2 separate regions of the Mus musculus genome follow, and region 1 is linked to region 2. A link is a contact called in public HiChIP or PLAC-seq data. All regions are on one chromosome and are shown on one strand. The core of a region is the stretch at or near the end of the contact, and the rest is flanking DNA. Distances in the headings are between cores, read along the strand shown. Region 1 overlaps Pkd1 (polycystin 1, transient receptor poteintial channel interacting). Region 2 holds the start of Msrb1 (methionine sulfoxide reductase B1).

Region 1 (7,583 bases), core at 4,383-6,882, 170 kb after region 2:
GCTGTCACGCTGCTCACTGTGTTGTTAACCTCCAAGGTGATTCTGTAAGCGCCCGTCATGCTGTAGGTGTGGTTGAGTACTGGCTGGCTCTGTATTAGGACAGGTGAGCCATCCCCAAAGTCCCACGTATATAGGACACCATCAGTTGAGGGCAGCGGATATGGGGAAAAGGTGATGGGTTGGCCGGCCACCAGGACGTTGCTGCTCATGCCAATAGCCACGTTGGGAAGAACAGTGCGCACACTTACTGTCACCTGCTGCGTCAGATTCTCATAGGTATTGGACACAAGGACGGTCAAGTTGTACTCACCTGTGGAGACAGGCCCAAGTGGGACTTCCTACTCACAGAACCCCCACCAAGCACCTGTTACTCCATGGACACAGTGTTCACACCCAGGCATATACGGGGCAGAGCACCCAAGAGTCCATAACGAGCAAGAAAATGGATAGGAGCATTTCTAAGCACAACTGCATAAAGGTGAACATGGAAGCGAATACCAACACAAGCATGAGTGAGAATATAGCGTGAGTATCACGTGCCAAGTGGAGCTGGCGTGGAGCTGTTTATGGTGTGCAGCGTCGGGCGTTTTTACAATTAAACAATGACCCCACCTTACTCTCCCTAAGGAAATTTTAAGTTGAGGCCTCAGGGACCCTGCAAACCCCCAACCCTCGATGTCTGGGTGCCCCTCCTTTATCCCAGTAAGGGCCTTACTCTACCACCCAAGCTGGATCAAAGAGGGAACAATATGGGCAGCCATACTCAAAGGTAGGCTGTCCAAGCTCAGGACCTGAAAGGCAATGGCCCCACCCCTCACCTGGGGTAGTGTAAATATGCGTGGTATTGTGTTCCACCAGCACCTGCGCCACTGTGGGGTCTGGAACCTGGAAGGACTCGTCGTATGGAGGCTTGAACTGGCGGAGTACCTGCTCCCCATCCCCAAAGTTCCACCTGCCAGGGCAGCAGACAGTGAGTAAGCGAGCAGACAGGGCGCCCCTGGTTCTAAGTGAATCTCTACAATCACTCTTTCCTGGGTCATGGCTTCAAGGTACTATATATCTACTATAGCAAGACTTCCAGGCCCCACATGGTCCTACCCACTAGTATTCTCAATAGAGGGGGAAATTGAAGCTCTAAGCCAGGATTCCAGGGTAAATGCTAGGGGCAGAAATAAGAACCTGATGCCACCCCCAGCCCAGGCCCTGTTCAGCTAGGCCCAGAAGCACTCACAGGAAGGCCACCTCCACAGCTGAATCCACCAGCACACCACCTGTCAGTGCCAGTGTGGCATTGGGGGGTAACACAGTCGGTACTGCAGATACCCACAGCCCATGCATCTTGTTCATCCGCTCCACAGTGACATTGTAGTTCACGGTGATGTTGCTCACATGGTTAGAGGCTGTCAGCTGAGGAGACAGGCATCAGTGGGTATGGCCCAGAGGCAGCAAGGACAGATCAATGGGTGAAAGGCCTCGAGCCCTGACTCAGCAGCCTCCCCACACTCACCCACAGCTGCAGCAGGGTCCTCAGGGGCAAAGCAAAGCAGAACAGAAGGCAAAAGTGAGCACCCAGATATCCCAGGACCCCATGCCACCCTGCACAGGCCCCTGCCTACCGAGAGCTTGAAGATGGCAGCACTCTGGTATATTACATTGAAGACAGTGTTGTGGAAAGTCAGAGACTGCTTATCATCAATGGTCCACCGGAAGGCTACGTCTGAGCCAGCCTCTACCATGGGGCTGTACCGCTAGGGAAAGGACATGACATTGGCCAAAGCTATGATTTTGTTCCAGCCTAAAGCTGACTCTGCTCCTGGTCCCATCTGTCCCCCTCAGACTTACTGAAGAATTTTGTGTGTGGTGCAGGGTAGCCAAGGGGGTCTACCAGCTGAACCCTGACTGCAAGGCACCCAGGTAAAGGAGAGCAAGGAAGTACCAGGGATCATGTTGGCTTAGAAGCTATATAGTATAGGGGCCAAGCTTGGGTACTGAGAGCCAGTGTCAAGGTCACCTCTCTAACCTACAGTCAAATGGCCTTAATTATACCTTGACCTCTCCCTCAATCCCTGCATCTGTGAAGTGGACCTAGCATCAGCAACACAGTCACCCTGACCAGCCAGTCCTCATAAGCTTCCTTCTCAGTGGATAATCTTTGGGAAAACATTTGAATCTCAATGGACCTCAATCTCGGAGGTTTACCCAGGTCAGTGCAGAACAGGTATATCCACAGGGGAAGCCATCATATACACCTGGACAAGTCATGAGAGATGGACAGAAATGGCCCTTAAGTGAATGACTGCTGGTGCTAGGGTGGGCATGCCCAAGATGAGGACAATGCCATCCCCTTAGGATAAAGCAGATAGCTAGATCTTGAGGTTTCAGATCCCATTTCAACAGGCACATGCATCAGGTAGCTACAAGCACCACAGATGGCCCAGAAACACATGGGGTCTCGTGGAGGCTCAGGGAAGGCTGGGGCAAATGTGATGAAGTGCTTCCTAAAATCTGAAGAGTAGAAACATCTGAGTCTTTAGAACAGATGTTCTAACTGTGACCTTCAGTAACTTACAAATTGTTAAATGGGGCTCAGGTGTACTCACAACAAAAGAACCTGTCTATCTTGCACGAGTCCCTAGGTTCCATACCCAGCACCACTAAGGAGAGATATAATCACTAAGAAGACAAGGGCTCCCCAACAGGTCCCACTGGAAATCCTGTAATAGGTGCTATCAGCCCTAGAAAACACCTGAAGGTCATCCCTCCTCAATGGGGAGGAGGCTTCCTGTTTTTACCATTTAGAGGGCTGGGTTGTAGGACACTTACCACCAGGATGCCCTGTAGCACTCGGGCCTCAGGGCTTGGCACAGCACGGAGGCCACAGATGGGCTCCTCAGCTGTCACTCTCAGGCTGAGGTTGGCCTGGCTGGCTCCATTTTGCGCCACAATCTCCACTGTGTGATCCCCCTCCTTGAGCCTGGGCAACATCAACACTGAGAACAGGGTGCCATTGGCCTCTTCTGTGCAATCTTGCTTGAGAAAATCCACCTCAGGAGGGCAGGCATCCTCGAAGGGAGCACTAATATTGCCCCCAAACCACTGAGCTGTGGCAGTGGCATTAGCACCAGAATCTACCTGAAGCACCAAGACTGAGCCGTTGGTTGGCACATAGATGTGGCCATCAAGGGGGATGGGGTGAATGACTCTCAGCCCAGCTATTGGAGAGACCACACTGAAGCTGCAGGACAGGTTTTGCCTGGATACGCTGTTGCCCACTGTAGCCCGGACCTCATAGTGCCCAGGATGCTGTAGTCCAGGGTTAGGCCCAAGGCCCAGCAGTGGTGTAAGCCGCTCTGTGACCAAAAGCAGCTGTAGGGAGCAGACAGGGCCAGCCCAAGCTTCTTCCAGATGGACAGGCAGGTTGGTCATCCAATCTGAGGCATTGGTTGAAAGGTACAGGGCTTGGCCAGGACAGCTGGAAGCCAGGGGACACTGTAGGAGAGTACCTGGGCCAGCATCATGCTGTAAGCCAATGAGGTCACCAGGGAGCATAGGAACATCCTGGCTGTGGAGGGTGACCTATAGAAGAGGGAGGCAGTGTTGTATCACATCCCCATAATAAAGACTAGAAGGACTACTGAGACAGAGAGGACAGAGTACCCATATCAGGCCTCAGCACTGAAAATGGTGCTTCGTGGAGTCCCTGCCTCAAGGCACTCATGGCTGAGTCAAACAGGACATTGTAATATAGGGGACATGCACAAGGAAGATATAGTAAGAGTGACTGCCACAGGTGGAAAGAACTTTCTCAGGGACATAAGGCTAGAAAGCAGGTAGCTGCTCCAAATGAGAGTGCAAGTTCCCCCTTAGAAGACAGAGGACAGAGGGCAGAGGCCCTGAGAAGGAGATGAGACTGGGCACTGGCGCAGGATGCAGGCAAGAGCATCAGGGCAAGGCTATTGAGCATATAAAGAAGCCTGCAAGGTATCTAGTTGAGAGACCACCATCTTGGGTAGATAGGGGGAAGTAGCCTCAAGAATAGGTCAGAGACCCACACCAGGACACATACCAAGTACTGTGTGGGAGGCCCTGCAGGCACAGAAAAAAAGAACTCCTTCCATAGTGTGTAGCTGGCCCTAGAGAGTCCCAGCCTTGACACAGACCCATTGATGCAGACATGAGAGTTACACGAAGCATCAAAAGGTATGCAGACATTGGCTCCTGGACACCAGAGTTCCTCAGGCACACACTTGGGGGCCGGCTCAGTCCTGTTGTCAGGCTCACTGCTGCCTTCTGGGACCGCTGCTGGGAAAGGAAGGATGTCATGAGCCTGATTCACTAACAAGCTACTATCAGGGATGCTCCACTTACCCATTATAAAACCAAACCTTGATAAGCAGTTCCCCAGTCTCCACCATCACTCCCCTGCCTCTAGATCATCCCCAATCAGGTACCACCCGATCTAGCTTTGGGACAAGGGAACAGGAGTTGGCAACTCTGCCATCATTCTACCTTGAGGCTGGAATCGAAGGCATGAGAAAATTCAGACAACCCACTAAGCCTCCACTTCATTTCCCTTTCAGAGCCCCACCTGCTCCTCCTGAGGGCCGGTACACCTGCAGCCGCATCTGGGCAGGCTCTTCAAGCTTCTGGGTAGAAAACTCTGCTGCAGTGAGAAAGGCTTCCCGGCTAGGGCTCAGGCCAGGGAACACCATGACCTGGAGGAGATGAGACAGCCTCAGCTCAAAACATCTACCCCTGGCAGTGTAAGGATAGCCCTCTCAAGGTTAAACCTCATTTCATGTCACTTGGGAAGAAAAACCAAATCAAAGTCAGCTGTGAACAACAGGATGCCTGAAGCAGGAAGATCATGAGTTCAAGGCTTGCTTAGGCTATACAACAAGACTTTGTGTGAAAAAAATAAAAATTTATCTGAGCAAAGGTTCAGGAGAAGCAGAATTTTTCAGATAACAGAACTAGATGCTTTTCATTTCTTCACTCTTAAATATTTTTCTAACTGTCACACTGGGCACACTAACAATTTTAACAACTTCTAACAAAACCTACTTGAGGGGTTTTGTTTTGTTTTTTTAGGGTTAAGGTGCTAGGAACTGAACCCAGATACTGAACCCTATCCCCAGCTCCCACTTTGATTATTAGCAACAGAGCAGTAAAGTAATGTTGCAAAGGGTTCTAGAACACAGAAAGGCTGGCCTACCTCCACAGGTCGCAGCGGGCCCTGGACAGTTTCCTGCTGTGCCAATGGATGCAGAGGTCCAGACAGGCCTCCACCAGACATTCCCATGACAAAGTTCTCAGTATCCCACACAGGCCCTAGGGGTGGTAAGTATGCAATGAGGTACCAGAGCCAGGCAGAGGTGACACTGGGGAAACATTCAAGTTGGAGCTGGACTTAGGACTAAGCCACCTAGCAAAACCATCTGGCCCCCTCTCATCTTGTTTCCTCTGTCCTTATTTTTTCTGGTTTTGTCCCAACCCAGACACAAGAGCAAACATTCATGGTCAGTACTGAGCTTAGAAGACAAGCACAGAGAAGGATGGCTTCTGCCACACAGCAGTCCATACCTCCAGGCCGCAGCTCGCAGACATAACTATGTGGTGCTGAACACAGGTCTGTGTTGCATTGCCCAGCAGGCCCCAACCGCACACAATGCTCTGCTGTGGCTGGGTGTGGCTCCCCAGGCAGCCAGTTCTGGCAGCTTTCCAGGCTGAAGGCCTCACCCCGGGGATCCAGGCCTTCTGTCCCCTCCACAGATGAGAAGCCGATCCACACATCCAGGCTCCTATGGCCAGATTCAAGGGACGGCCAAGCCATCAGGGGGCAGCTCTGCTTGACCTCTGAGGACATACTCTTCATAATACCCTGGTAAATGGGCCATATCAGCCTCATTTTTCAAGTGTTAAAACAGCCTCAGAAACATTACCCAACATGGACCACAAACCCAGGCTCATAGTCACATTCATCCAGAATCATGTCTATGGGACCAGCTCTTCTTGGGGACCCATCTCAGATTTGGCCAAGGATCATGGGCCACCACCACACCTGAAGGGAAACTCTGAGGGCTGCAGAAGAGGACCAAGACTGCATCTATGCATGCTGCATGATAGTACTATCAACACTGGAAGGCCCCTCCAGAGGCAAAATCTAGAGGTTCACGGCCAAACGTAGGCACAGGTACATACCCAGGAACATATATGCACAAAGGTACATGCTTGGGTGTGGGCACAAACCTAGACACACACCCTGGGAGGGAGACATAATGGAGCCCTGGTTCCATGTAGGGCACTATTACCCATCAACTGGATGATTCTGGAGCAAGCAGGTCTTAACCACTCTGGACCTCTATTTCCCCTTTCCAACCACACAGGCAAAGTAAAGAATGTGATTAACCACTCACAAGACAGGTATTCCAATTCCACCCAGGGAGCAATCACCCAAGAGAGTTGGAGTATACCCTTACAACCCACCCAGACACAGGACTGTAGGGCCCAAGAATATGTTCCCACAAGCCTGCGCAGGGCATAGGAGCCTGAAAGGCTTTCCACAGATGGGATAGCATGTGGCATTGGGAAGGGAGGTACTCAGGGGATGGGGTGGGGGGTGAGCACAGCGGTAGGAAGAGGAGAAAATACAATCAACAGTGACCAAGAACTAGTCCTGTCAGCAGGACCCAGGGCCCTCCCCTACAGAGACAGGAAAGTCTGGGGGCCAGGACCCAGTTCTACCTTTGACACTTCCCAGAAACGGTTAGAGAAGCTGCCCCTACCTACATCTGCCTTTACATACACAGAGCTGGCAGCAAAGGCCACCTGTGGGGCTGTACACAAAGGCCCAGCTGCCCAGCTTTCCTCCTGAGCCTCTACAGGCTTAAGGGCTTTGGCCACACCCAGAATTCTGAGCAACCCCCACCCATTTTGCCCTTTCCAGCATAGGTGTACCTGGTAACCTTGGAGACTAGGAAGTGCTGGATGGCAGGACTGTCCACCATAGCCAAGGCAGCTCCAGCCCAAGTCCGACATTGCTCCTGTGCTTGCAGCCAGGGTGCCTTCTCTGCCACCAGGCGGTAGCAGTGCCCATTGCCAGGGAAGATCTCTGTGTCCAAGGGGCAGAGTGGGTGGACCACTAGGTATGGTAAGCAATGAACAAGACATCAGGGTATGCATGAGGCTGGGTGCCAGGCTCTGCCCTACCACCCAGGTTACAAGAGGAAGCAGGAGGGTAGGCACCTTGGGCAGGCTCTTTATCCAAAGCCAGGATGCTATAGGTGACCTCAAGGGCTGAGCCTCCACGATGCCGTATGCCAAGTTCAAGGCTCTCGTTACTGTGCACAAAGGATGGGCACACAAGCTCCAGGACAGTAGGTGTTGCTTCTACTTGCACCTCTGTCTCCAGCAGAGCTGAGCCAGCCCCCAAGGCCAGCACAACTGTCATGTGATAGCTCCCAGGTAGCACATAGAAGTGGGTGGCAGCAGGGCTAGCCATGTCCACCTCAGGTGAGCCATCTCCAAAGTTCCAGCGTGTTGAGCTAATGGGCAGGGAGGAAGTAATATGGAAGTCTGCTGGC
Region 2 (7,089 bases), core at 4,195-6,694:
CACCCCCGCCCCCACCCCAGACCGAATGCCTGAGGTTCTGACACTAACGTGGGGCTGCCAGAGAGTGGGTGTGCCCATCTGGGAAAGAAAGCTGCTCACCTAGTGCCCCTGGGAGGCAGCAGCTTCTTTGCCTGGAAAAGAGAAGGAAGAGAAAACACATTATGGTTAAGCCATGCTTCTGTTGGGCATGACGGCTCGTATGTGCAAGCCCAGCGAGGCTGAGGCTGGGGATTCGAGAGGAGCAGAGAGTGCTGTATGGTAAGTTCCAGGCCACCCTGAGCTACAGAAGAGACCCAATCTCAAAAGTACTAAAGCACTTAAAGTACTAAAAGGCAGAGGCAGGTAAAGCTCTGTGAGTTCAAGGACAGCCAGGGCTAAATAGTAAGACCTTTCACTCGGGAGGCAGAGGCAAGAGGATCTCTGAGTTCGAAGCCAGCCTGGTCTACAGAGTGAGTTCCAGGACAGCCAGGGCTACACAGGGAAACCCTGTCTTGGAAAACCAAAAAAGAAAAACAAATGAACAAACCAAAAACCTAAAAAACTAAAACCAGGAATTGTGAGATGCCTCTGTGAGTAAAAGGTACATGGCAACCAGGCCTAGCAACCTGAATTTGATCTCCAGGACCCACGCAGTGCAGGAAGAGAACAGAGTCCCACGAATGGTCCTCTGACTCTCACCACATGTGGCACGTATCGCACACGTACCCACAAATACACTACGAAAATAATTAAAATGTACTCTGGGAAGGGACTGGAAAGTTAGGCTGCTCTTCCACGGGGCCAGTTCCATCCCCTGCACCCACATAGTATCTCACAACCATCTGTAACACTAGTACTGGTGCCCTCCCCTGGCTCTGTAGGCACTGCACTCAGGTGGTACACAAGAAATACATGCAGGCAAAACACCCATATACACTGAACAAAAATAAAGGGGAAAAAAGGGATTTTTCTGAAAAGTGTTAAAAGAAAACAACAAAATCATGATTCAGGCTCCTGGCCAGCAGAGCGGCCCAGGGACCCAGCTCAGAGTGCTCTGCGTGCTGTGTGCACATGAGTCCTACAAAGGGAGCCCACGGTCTCTCCCTCCACTAGCAGACACAGAGCACGGATCCACCCCACAGGAAGGCAATGGCAGCAGCTGGTTTTTGAAGGCTCCGTTCTGCAGATCATCTGGCCACAGCCCTTGACTACCACTAAAAAGGTCGATAAAGGTGTTTTACTATACCGTTACTATGTGGTAGGCCCCAGGGCCCACTTTCTTTTTTTTTTCTTTTTTTTTTTAAGATTTATTAATTTATTTATTATATGTAAGTACACTGTAGCTGTCCTCAGACACTCCAGAAGAGGGAGTCAGATCTCGTTACAGATGGTTGTGAGCCACCATGTGGTTGCTGGGATTTGAACTCCTGACCTTCGGGAGAGCAGTCGGGTGCTCTTACCCACTGAGCCATCTCACCAGCCCCAGGGCCCACTTTCAATTGTCCTCAGCAGCCATGTGATAGAAACTATGCTGCCATGTCTACTATAGAGAGGAATGGCAGTTGCTCAGGGTCAGAAGAAAGCCCTTGGTCACACGGCCCAGATCCTCCTCAGCCGTGGCCTACCCCTGCATCCAACCGAAGATTCCAGCCACCGAGAAAACCCCACACACCCTCCCTGAGATGTTCCTGTAGGAGATACCCTGGATATCTGCCCCTGGCGCTACCCTTCAGCTGGCTTTTTGGGTGCTAGCGCCAGGTGTATTTACTTTGCCATGGCCGACAGATAAGCATACACAGCCTGCCTCCCTGCCACACCTTCCTCGGTTACAACAAGATGTCCCCAGCTGCTAAAGGTACTCACCTTTAGGGACGAACTTCAGTGAGCTGCTAAATATTCAGAATCTTGATTGTCCCCGCTTGGGGCCATCATTCAGGAACTCGTGGCCCAACCCATTGCCACACTTGCCACAGGACACCTGGGAAATCGCAAACACAGTCAGTCTCCTGTCTGCTGCACATAGGAGGTGCTCCCACCACCTGCCCATTTCCCAAGGGGTGGAGCCTGTGTGGGGAGGCTGTCCTAAAGCTCATGTTCCCTCAGTATATGAGTGCTCTCAAAGTCTCTGCCGTGGTGATTCATGTCTTTAATCCCAGCACTCGGGAGGCAGAGCCAGGTGAATCTCTGAATTTAAGACCAACCTGCCCTACAAAGTGAGTTCCAGGATAGTCAGGGCCACCCAGAGAAACCCATCTCAAACAACAAGAACAACAACAACAAATTCTTGGGGTGCCACCGCCCCAGCTGAAGGTGGAGACCTGAGATAACCTCATGAGGGAGCAAAAGAAAAGAGGTGTGACTAGTTCCAAGACCCTCCCTGGCCAGCATTCACCAGGGCTATCACACTCACCTTTAAAGCTTCTGGTCGGTTTTTCTCAGGGCACTTGGTCACACTGTCTGGGTGGATGGTTTCAGTGAACGCTGGCCACGGGGATGAGTGTGCGTACTTCGAGTGACTGGAGAACAGCTCATAGCTGCACTTGGCACACACGTAGACACCTGTAGCCGAGGATGAGCAAAAGCAGAGACGCTGACCATCTGTCTTGAGCAAGCCACCTTGACCTTGGACCTGGAAATGACACTACCAGCACCAAGCCCACTGTAGTGGGAGCCCATTCAGCACCCTCATGTATCCCCTGCTCATGGCCCATTGGTTAACTCTGGGGTAGATGGCCCCTAGCAATGCCTGACTGAGTTATGGGAGGCCAGAAGTCACCCTTTGGGCTCATTTCAGCTGCTCTCAGTGACCCTGTGACATGAAATCTTTAACATTTTAATGGAATTATTTAGTTTTGGATGTTTTAAAAGGCTTGTTTTTATTTTATGCATATGGTGTTTTGCCTGCATGTATGCCTGTGTGCCTCATGTATGAAACGTCTGCAAAAAAAACCTGCAGACACCAGAAGGGGTTGGATCCCCTGAGACTTGAGTAAACAATCTATCCCGTGGTAGCTGGGAATGAATCCCAGGTCCTCTGAAAAAGTATACTCTTACCACTGAGCCATTTCCAGACCCCTTGGGTCTTTTGTTTTTATTTTGTCTTGTTTGTTTGTTTCGAGACAAGATCTTGTGCCAATTAGTTTTTGTCAATTTGAAACAAACTAGAGTTCCCCAGGAAGGAGGAATGGGGCTGAGGATTTGCCTAGATCAACCTGGTCTATGGGTGTATCTATAGGGACAGCTTTCTTATCTTGTTAGTTTGCTTTTCTTTCTTTTTTTTAAAGATTTATTTATTATTATTATATCTAAGTACACTGTAGCTGTCTTCAGATGCACCAGAAGAGGGCATCTCATTACAGATGGTTGTGAGCCACCATGTGGTTGCTAGGATTTGAACTCAGGACCTTTGGAAGAGCAGTCAGTGCCCTTAACTGCTGAGCCATCTCTCCAGCCCTTGTTTGCTTTTCTGAGACCGGGTTTCTTTGTGTATGGCTGTCCTGGAACTAGCTCTGTAAACCAGGCAGGCCTCGAACCCAGACATCCACCTGCCCCTGCATCCCAAGTACTGGAACTAAAGGCGTGTAGCATCACCACCCACTGGAACATTTTCTTGGTTAATGATTGATGTGGGAGGGCCCACCTCACTGTGGGCGGTGCCATTCCTGAGCCAGTGGATCTAGGCTGTTTAATAAAGGTAGCCAAGCAAACTAGAGTAGCAAACCAGTAAACAGTCTCTGCTCAGTTCCTGCCTCCAGGTTCTTACCTTGGTTTCCCTCAATGGTGGACAGTAACTTGTCAACTGAAATGAACTCCTTCCTCCCCAGATGGGTTTTGATCAGTGTTTTTATCACAACAGAGAAGTAAACTAGGCCAAGTTTTACACTGTAGTTCAGGCTAGCCTGAAACTATGTAATCCAGGCTGACCTCAAATTTCAGGCAATCCTTCTGCCTGAGCCTCCTATCCCCTGGCATTACAAATGAACCACCACACCTAGATAACATTTTCACTTACAGACAAGACAATGGAAGCCAGTGCTGCAGACACACAATACAGTACGTGGCCAAGAGAAAACTCCCAGAAGTCGGATAGTGGCCTCCCTTTACCCTTAGACAAGCTCCACACAGTAGGGCTCCTAACTGCCAGTGTAACCACTTGGTCCTCTTTCTCAAGTGGGCATCTCTGCTAGTCAACAGTCTTGGATACCATGGATATCAGCTCCGGTCTTAGGAACAGACTGGCCCTAGAGGACAGTCTTCCAAGCCAAATAGGGAACCCCAGAAAACAGCAGCTGGGAAGAAAGGTTTCAACCTGTCCCCAAAAGATCACATGAGTGGAAGGGGTAAGGATGGTTGCAAAACTGAATTACATAACTGTTTGAAAGACTTAAAAATGGGAACCTGCAGGGTACTGAATCATCGGTCACCCACCACTTGAGGACAGACACCCTGGAGTCTGAACTGTTCTTTCAACCTGTATCAGGAACTGGAGAGGAAGCAAAACTGAGTGAGTGTCTAGCTTGCCAGGGTAGCCTGAGGGCAACTGGAGTGTTGTAGCCAAAAAGAATTCAAGGGAGGTCTCTTCCCAGCAACCCTGTATTACAACAACTGGCTTATAGAGGTGCCCATTGTCACAGCCCTGCCCTCTAGAGGACTGACATCTAACAAACAGATCCTGCCCCTGGAACGCCAGTGCCATAGTTTTTACCAAATTAGTCCAGATCAGCAGAACCCAGCAAGAAGGGAGCCAAGCAACGTCTCTCACAGTACTGGTCAAACTTCATTTATGCTGGCAAGAACCCATTGACAACCAACGCAGAGGACGGAGAGACATCTGGGACAGCACATTCCGGATTGAACAGCAAGTGCAGAGCTTGTCCGCTCATCCAAGCAAATCAGGGGTTGCAGGCGGGGGGGTGGGGTGGGCGAGGGGGTACATTGTCAGGGCAAATTCCAACACTGACCTTGGACCACATACCACCATCATTCCGCTCTAAAGTTCAGACCACTCTGACACCATCCGGTGGCATCACCCTTACGCATCTGGCCCAGAGAATCCCCCAGAGAGATCTACATTTGAAGTTCAAGGCCTGTCCCCCTCGAGAACAGAGTCTACCGGAATGTCCCTTCTCCTCTCAAGTCCTCCTGCTCCAGAATGCCCTGGCCACCCAGCTCCCCTCCTCCAAGTTCTTTTTTCCCAGGCTCGCTTCTCCTCGGCAACCACACTAGCCCAGTCCCGGTTCGGGAACTCCACAGCTCCCCAGGAGGCAATGTATGCTTTAATGCCACGGGGTGTACCTGGCTCGAAGTGATTCTGGAAAACCTCGCCTCCGAAGAAGCTGCAGAACGACATGGTCGCGACGGGACAGGCAAAAGCTCCCAGCCAGGTCCGGGTAAAACCCTAAGATCTGGACTCAAACCCGACCCAGTCCCAATAACCAATCACTTTCCGATTCGCCATAAGCCCCGCCCCTAGAGGGGACCAGTCACTCTTGGATTCCCCACGGCCGCCTCCTAGCAGCCCCGCCCTCAAGGAGTCTCTCCTCCCATAGGCCCTAAACCCCACCCATCCAGCCAAGTTTACCCAGAGATCACGTCCTTACTTCCGCCTCTAGAAGGCCCCGCCCAGGGAGCCGCTCCCAGGAAGCTTAGCTGTTAAGATGAAGGCCAAACCTATGCTAAGCTCCAGTACAGCGGCTAGGCTATAAACATTGGTACTAGCCAATGGTAGCTACTACTAATACCATTGTGCAACTGGCGTGGAGGCGCATCTACCCAGCTGTATCTATAGCCCTCTTATCTGGCGCTAAACCTTGCGCCCGCGTCTGGGATCACCCAACCTCCGACCCAGGCTTAAGATCTACATCAAGCCTCCCAGGGAATGTGGAAGAGAGACAGACACACAGAGACAGACAGAGAGAGTTGCCTCAGGACTTTATTGAACAAAAAGGACCGGACAGATAGCAAGAGTGCTACATCCCAGGTGTGCTCCATTCCAGACATCTTACATGTTTCCCAAGGTCTCCGGCTTCTCTTTCTCCAGATGTTTCTTTTGGGGACCCTGGTTAAGGTGAGGAGACAAGATGAGAGTTAGTCAGGAGAGTCAGTCAAGAAATACTACCTACGGCCAGTGCCAGGGCCACCTAGGGCCTGCTCTACTGGTTTGCTAAAAAGGCCCCTTCTTCTAGTTCCTCTCTGGAACAAGTGGGACTAGCTCACCATGAAGGCCCTCTTCTCCTGCGCTGTCTGAAAACATCCGTGGCCAAACTTAGAAGTGGTGTCAATGAACTTGAGCTCAATATTCTCCAGGGCCCTGCGGCTGTGGTGCACCAGAAGGGACTGGGTATCCAAGAGAGAAGAGATGTCAAGGACAGAGGGCCCCGACTCCTCCTGTGACCTCCAGTTCACACCAAGGAGGACTCAGTCAATCCCTCGCTCTTGCCAGACCCCCTTCCTTTACTCTCCCACCACACAACCCACCACAGAGCACGCTAAAGGACAGAACAGGCCACTGGAGTCCACTCCCCAGCTTGCCAAGCAGCACTGACCTTTCTCAGAGTGATCACTCGCTTCTTGGTACCTGCAATGCAGCCCTTTAACATGATGAAGTCATTGTTCACTTCCCCATAGTGGGGGAAGCCACCCTACAGGGAGACAGACCACACCAAGCCAGGAACAGGGCAGCCAAGTTAGGAGGCTGTAGTGGGAGGGAGCCCTATGCGCAGACCCCAGGGTGCAGGGACAATACCTTCCCACTGGGTCACTCCTCAGGGGGCAGTAACATCTCAACTGAATACTAAGTATCTTTCCTGTGTCATCTCATTTAACAATATGCCTTTTTGTGGGCACACTGATGCTCAGAAGTTTGGGTTTGCTGAGCACGGTGGTATACACTCGTAAATCCAGCACTTGAGAGGGGGATATGAGATCACTTTGAGTTGAAGGCCAGCTTGGGTACCAGAGAGAGCCTCACTAGAGAGCTCAGTTTGAAACATTCTAGACTAGCATGAGACCCTGTGTTCCATCCTGAGCACTACCTTAATAAACGGCTTTAGCCGAGTGGTACTGACACACCTTTAATCTCAGCACTTGGGAGGCAGAAGATGGAGGATT

Evidence for each region. HiChIP or PLAC-seq counts read pairs in DNA pulled down with a chosen protein or histone mark.
Region 1: an HNF4G HiChIP or PLAC-seq map of pancreatic cancer cells shows a contact between it and region 2. The contact joins the enhancer-like site here to the promoter of Msrb1 in region 2. A contact is called at or near these places in 3 of 39 promoter capture datasets (cranial neural crest, fetal liver and liver), 2 of 15 datasets of contacts at CTCF or cohesin (CD8 T cells and the NIH/3T3 cell line), 1 of 484 Hi-C or Micro-C datasets (forebrain), 7 of 115 datasets of contacts at active chromatin or transcription factors (the SCID.adh cell line, bone marrow-derived macrophages, effector CD8 T cells and 2 more) and 4 of 9 other capture datasets (adipose tissue, liver, macrophages and 1 more).

The regions. Positions count from the first base shown.
Region 1 is chr17:24,565,345-24,572,927 of GRCm38.p6, reverse strand. It overlaps Pkd1 (polycystin 1, transient receptor poteintial channel interacting), which reads right to left. Exons shown (of 46, transcript NM_013630.2): 5 at 7,246-7,583; 6 at 6,958-7,141; 7 at 5,584-5,801; 8 at 5,216-5,331; 9 at 4,589-4,715; 10 at 4,067-4,302; 11 at 2,824-3,576; 12 at 1,617-1,748; 13 at 1,232-1,407; 14 at 819-952; 15 at 1-310. Among named protein-coding and RNA genes, the nearest start is that of Pkd1, 19 kb to the right of the region's middle. Within about 2 kb of position 5,632, at least 59 of the 459 cell types and tissues checked have an H3K27ac peak or open chromatin away from gene starts, as enhancers often do. A contact at or near this core is called in the NIH/3T3 cell line, adipose tissue, pancreatic cancer cells and 1 more, where this site is marked.
Region 2 is chr17:24,734,948-24,742,036 of GRCm38.p6, reverse strand. Msrb1 (methionine sulfoxide reductase B1) reads right to left here and starts at 5,444. Exons shown (of 5, transcript NM_013759.3): 1 at 5,275-5,444; 2 at 2,390-2,538; 3 at 1,843-1,957; 4 at 100-131. The coding sequence starts at 5,329. The coding sequence ends at 100. It overlaps Rpl3l (ribosomal protein L3-like), which reads right to left. Exons shown (of 10, transcript NM_001163945.2): 8 at 6,525-6,620; 9 at 6,196-6,315; 10 at 5,894-6,037. The coding sequence ends at 5,981.